2 separate regions of the Mus musculus genome follow, and region 1 is linked to region 2. A link is a contact called in public HiChIP or PLAC-seq data. All regions are on one chromosome and are shown on one strand. Each heading gives the region's core, a stretch centred on a gene start, on an enhancer-like site or on the middle of the called end of the contact. The rest is flanking DNA. Distances are from core to core; before and after follow the strand shown.

The links. HiChIP or PLAC-seq counts read pairs in DNA pulled down with a chosen protein or histone mark.
Region 1: a contact with region 2 is called in an H3K27ac HiChIP or PLAC-seq map of embryonic stem cells, with 19 read pairs. The contact joins two enhancer-like sites. A contact is called at or near these places in 1 of 484 Hi-C or Micro-C datasets (CD4 T cells), 4 of 115 datasets of contacts at active chromatin or transcription factors (T-cell acute lymphoblastic leukemia, embryonic stem cells and intestinal crypt epithelium) and 3 of 9 other capture datasets (embryonic stem cells, embryonic tail and embryonic trunk).

What each region holds. Positions count from the first base shown.
Region 1 is chr4:149,063,178-149,065,877 of GRCm38.p6, reverse strand. The region is part of intron 2 of Pex14 (peroxisomal biogenesis factor 14); the gene reads left to right. Among named protein-coding and RNA genes, the nearest start is that of Gm46722, 33 kb to the left of the region's middle. Within about 2 kb of position 1,372, at least 30 of the 459 cell types and tissues checked have an H3K27ac peak or open chromatin away from gene starts, as enhancers often do.
Region 2 is chr4:148,996,980-148,999,679 of GRCm38.p6, reverse strand. The region is part of intron 3 of Pex14 (peroxisomal biogenesis factor 14); the gene reads left to right. Gm42351 (a long non-coding RNA gene) reads left to right here. Exons shown (of 2, transcript XR_881580.3): 2 at 1-2,664. Among named protein-coding and RNA genes, the nearest start is that of Gm42351, 12 kb to the left of the region's middle. Within about 2 kb of position 1,354, at least 9 of the 459 cell types and tissues checked have an H3K27ac peak or open chromatin away from gene starts, as enhancers often do.

The DNA.
Region 1 (2,700 bases), core at 123-2,622, 66 kb before region 2:
TTTTTTCTTACCTCATAAGGATTAACCTGCACAAACCTCATTTTATCCTAAGTGTGGCTTTGGGAGGAAGGGAGGAGAAAATTGAGTTTCTCTAGCTTATTTTAGTCTTTCACTTTTTATTTTCTGAATAGCTTCTCCTGCCCAAGCAGCTCTATAAAGTACAGTGTGTTCCTCGATCATTACTTACTCATTACTAACTGGTCTCTCCTGCTTGCCTTTGTCTGTGAAATAAATACAGGGGCCCTAACGATAATTGCTGGCTCTATCGCAGGCTCACCAATTACAGATCAACAGGGAAGGCAGCCGATGGTGGTTTGTGGTTGGTGCTGACTGCCCACCTAGCAAACGTGAGCGAGCCATCACCCTGTGGCTGGGTTACTGCCACAGGCCTCTCCTGGCTCTGTGCTTTGGCTCCCGTGATGGCCTCTCTTGGTTCTCTTGGTTTAGGTTTCAGACTCACTTTACCCTGTATCTGTTCTTGTTTCCACCTTGGTTTCCATCTCCTTGTAGTGCCTCTGAGGTATTCATGCAAGAGACAAGGTCTCACTATCTAGCCCTGCTAGCCCTGGAACTCATTATGTAGACTAGGCTGGCCTAGAACTCACAGAGATCCACCTGCCTCTGTCCCTGGCATTAAAGGCATGTACCACTATGCCCAACCTGCTTGCTGATAGCCTTAATTTGTAAGAGGTGGGGTTGTTTTTTTCTTTTAGAGGTACTGGGGGTTAAAGCCCAGGCCTTATACATGCTAGAGAAAAGCTTCACCACTCAGCTGCACCAAGCCTTCCGCCTTTTATTGTGGCTTCTGTGTTATCTGGAGAGCGAACTCAGGGTCTCGTGCATGTTATACTCACCGAGCTGTATACCAGCTGGGAAGTGGTTTCTTGAAACCTTTGGTTTTCTTTACCTTTCTGTCTGCTGAGTCCAAGTAAAGGTGTCTCTGTGAACACCCAGTTAGCTTCCTTTTAATTGCTGCTGATCTGCAGTCTACACAAAGCACAAAGCAGAGGAAACTGCATTTTACATTAGGCCACCGGGCACAAGGGTGGGGATTTTAGTTGTTCGAGTAGTGAAGGAGTCTATGTTACATGGATGTGTGTCCACATGGGACACATTTGCGTCTGCTTTTCCCAGGTATTTGGCGTATAGACACCTTGCTAACCCTGCTATGGGGTGGCTGTGTACTGTGTTTCTTAGCTCTTGAGTGGTACTCAGTCCACACTTTAGGACCTAAGTGAGTGTGTGTGCTCACTTACACAGGCTGGAGATGCATTGCACAGTTGCTGCCTGGCTTCCTGCTGGGAACCTAGGGTGCAGCGTTCCCACTGGGGTGCCCATATACTGATGTTCAGTGGAGCATTGCCACTTGGGCAGTATAAAGAGGGCATTTATGAACAGGAGCATCAGAGGAAGCATTATAACCGAGACCTTTATAGCCTTTCCATTATTATGGTTTAAATCTTGACAGTATTTATTTGCAGTGACACTGGGACCAGTAAAGCCAGCGCTCGCTCCCACCTCCTCGCTCTTCCTTTCCCACATCCTGTCCTGAAGCTGTCCTGCACGACCGAGTGTGCGGACAGAGCAGCTTGCTTTCAGTTTGTCTAGAAACAGTCCCGTTGACTCAGGCTGGAAGCCAGAAGACTCCCCGTCTGTTTGTCTCACTGCAACTGTTGTTTCACAAACGCCCCGAAAGCTGCGAGCTGCGGATGCCAGCGAGAGGGCTGTCTTTCTGCGCGAGCTCCCTCACCTCTCGTCTGTCTTTCCCTTTCTTTACCCCTCTTTCCTCTCGGAATTATTTTCTCTTTCACTACCCTCTCTCTGTCTGTCCCTCCCTGCCTCCTGCTCACCTTTGATGACTGTGGTGGCATGTGTAGGTGACTGTGGTGGCATGTGTAGGTGACCGTGGTGGCATGTGTAGGTGACCGTGGTGGCATGTGTAGGTGATGGGGTTTTGGCTGACGTCATGGTGTACTCTTTCAAGCTTTAGTGCTATTTGATTGAAAGTGTGTACTTCCCAGCTAAAACATTTGTTTAGATTTGTTTCATGTGTGTATGTACACCACAGGTGTGTGTGCCCGAGATACTTGGAGGTCAGACCCCCTGGAGCAGGAGTTAGGGATGGCTGTGAGCTTCCATGTACGTGCTGGGAACCAAACCTGGGTCCTCTGAGAGAGGATCAAATGCTGCTTGTTAACCACTGAGCCATCTCTCTAGCTCCAGTTGTCACCTTTTTGTTGTCTGTTGTAGAAATGGAGGTGTCGTTGCATGTCAGGGTTTATAGAGTACTCATTGGGTTTAGTGCTGGAAGCCAGGTGCTGTGCCAAGTCATAGCAGTAACTCAGTGGCATGACTTCATAATTCGTAAGACAAGAGGCATTCTGTGCCTAGTCTTTAAGTCTGTTTCCCCCACCAAAAGGCTGCCACAATCACAGAAGGACCAGTTGCACGGAAACTTACTCAAGTGGCTTCTAAGTAGGACTATGACTTTTAGGGGCCATAGGACCTATGACCTGTAGGGACTGAGTGAGGCCTGTGACCTCTAAGGCACACTTTGTCTTACCTGTAAGACCGTAGCAAAGTGTATATTGTTCTTCGAGGCCCTGGATCATTAACCTCCAATCCTGAAGGTGCTCTGTAACTGGAACTGTGATGTGAAGAGCAGGTATCTGTGGGCGGGGTGGCGGAATCTCTGACTGT
Region 2 (2,700 bases), core at 105-2,604:
AGTGAGAAGACAGAACTCAAGCAGAAAGCTGAGTTATTCATCTGAACTGGGGATAAGCTTTAAGTCTGACGCGGGACTGGGGCTTGAACGGAGAGTCAAATGTGAGAGCTGTGAAGGTGACAGCCCACAGTCTTGCCCGGTGGCCTGCCTGTGCATCTTGGAAGCACCACCAAGCCCAGTAGGGACCTTAGGGATAGCCACTCTTGGAGAGGCAGAATTCAGGGTCTGGGCATTGTCAAGGCCACAGAGGTGGGCTCTTAAACCCCAAAAGGGACACTCCTGAGTTAGCCAACTTGAAAGAGAAGCCAGGATCTCATCAGCTTTCCTTCATTCAAAATTAGAATCTACTGGAAGGGAACAGAATCCCGTGATCTTTGCCAAAGCAGAAAGCTTTTTGATATTAGCATACCTAGGACTAACGAGAGCTTTGAAAGATGTTAAAGAATTTACATCAAAGTGAATGAAAGGATGAGTCTGACCGGGTTGGGGCCCAGTGAGATAGGGGCTCATTGCTAGGGGTTCATTGCCAGGGGCTCATTGCTAGGCTTGACCCCGAGACCCACATGGTGGAAGGAGAAAATCAACTGTGCAAGTTGTTTCTGACCTCTACGTGTGGTCCCAACACATTAACATAGACATAAAATAGATTCACATTGAAAAGAAAATTCATCTCTGTCTAGTGCCATCCTCCTTGAAACTTGTGCCCCAGGAGAGGAAATGGCAGAAGACGCAAATTTACAGGCTGAAGCATAAGAGAAGGATGAGGCCGAGGTCGAAGTAAACCAGCCTGTGCCCCGACCAAGCCTGGGGGAGCAGAAGGAAAGGATGCCTCGGGCTGGGACGCTGGTACAAGTTGTTGGACTGTGTGCTGTGTCTGTGCAGGTCTCAGTGGACCTGGAAAACCATCTCACCAAGATCACCCAGGAAGCCGACTGCCTCCCTACAACCAAGACAGTCCCACTCTCTCTGCCTTGGACCGTTGGCATTCTGGACTGGTTGGTTCTGTTCTCACTTGTGTCCAAGTGTAAGTTATATACAATAAACCATCTTTCTCACTGTCTCAGATGAAGACAAAGGAAAAGGAAAAAAAAAAAAGGAAACCAACTGGGTGAGTTTGGCAGCAGATTGGACACACAGAAGAAAGGATCTGTGATTCTGAAAACAGGCAGTAGAGAACACCACAGAGAAAGTACACAGAGGGAAGATAGATTGGGAATGTAGGACTAGATATTGCCCAAAGTCATGTTGACTGTCAGGGTAATTTCAGTCCCCCAAACGGAAGAGGAGTGGGGCAGAAAAAGTTACGTGAAGTTGTGATTAAAAACAAAACCACATGAAGAGAAGTCCAGGAAGTGTGGCGGGACATGACAGGACCACATGTGTGCTTAGAACTTTTAGTTACTTTCTGTGCCTGAGTGTGGCAGTCAAAAGACAGCTCATGAAAGTCAGTTCTTTTCTCCTACCATATGGGTGCTGGCAAGGAACTCATGTCATAAGGTTTGGTGGGAAGCACCCTTACCATCACCAGCCTGCTATCACCATTTTGAGGATACTTACTACTCAATGTCTGCCTTGGTTTCTGATTTTTGAGTCAACCATAGTTCTGGTCATTGTTCCCTTTGTCTTTATTATTCATGTATGTATGTATGTATGCATGTGTATATATGTGTGTGCATGTATATATGCATGTATGCATACATGCATTATGTATGTATATAGTTTAGGGGTGCTGAGGCACAGTGTTTGCACAAACAAGGCGCATGCTCTACCACTAAGCCATACCTCCAGTCCTAACAAGCAGAGCGGCACATCCTGGCAAGACATTGAGACTGCTGAGCCGAGCTGCATGTTCTAGGAGGAGCAGAGTGAGTGAAGAACCCCAAATCTTTGCCTTACTGAGCTTGCATCCCAATGGCAAGGAGGAAGCGAGCCGCAGCGAGCACAGTAAAGTTCAGAGTCAGTGTGGGCAGAGTAAGGGCACTAGACTTCTCAGGAATGATCAGGAAAGGCCCTGTAAAGTGACATTTTGAGAGACACTTGAAGAAATGAGGAAGCAAACCTCATGCATTTTTAGAGAGAAAGAATTCTATGAAAAGGGAAGGACTGGTGCCCGAGGAAGAAGTCGTATGGAGTGAATTCCAGGAACAGGAAAGCGTGCTGTACGGACAGGGTAGGCAGTGGTTCGAGGCAGGCTCGCTGTGCTTTAGGAGGATTGCTCCCTCTGAGGAGTTTGGACTTGTTCTGAAGACTTTGGGAATCATCAGTTTTACACAGATGGGTGATGCTTTAGTAGGCTCAACCTGACGGCCATGTCAAGAATAGACCGTTGCTGGTGCACGCCATTAATCCCAGTGCTTGGGAGGCAGAGGAAGGCAGATCTCTGAGTTTGAGGCCAGCCTTATCTACAGAGTGAGACCTTGTCTTTAAAGATTAATAATAGTAATAATAACAATACTACCCCCACCAGGAAGACAATAATTGTCATTGCAGAGATGATCTGATGTTCACTAAAATAGAATGGAAAAAAACCAAACCAAACCAACCAAACAGCAGAAACACGCCCCACCCAAGCTATTTAATAACTAGGAAAGAGAAGATAGCAACTATATCAAGAAACCCATTGCAAGCTACCATAAAAAACAATAGACAAAATCACACCAAAAAGAAGACAGAGAAAGTGGAAATAAACTAGGTCAACAG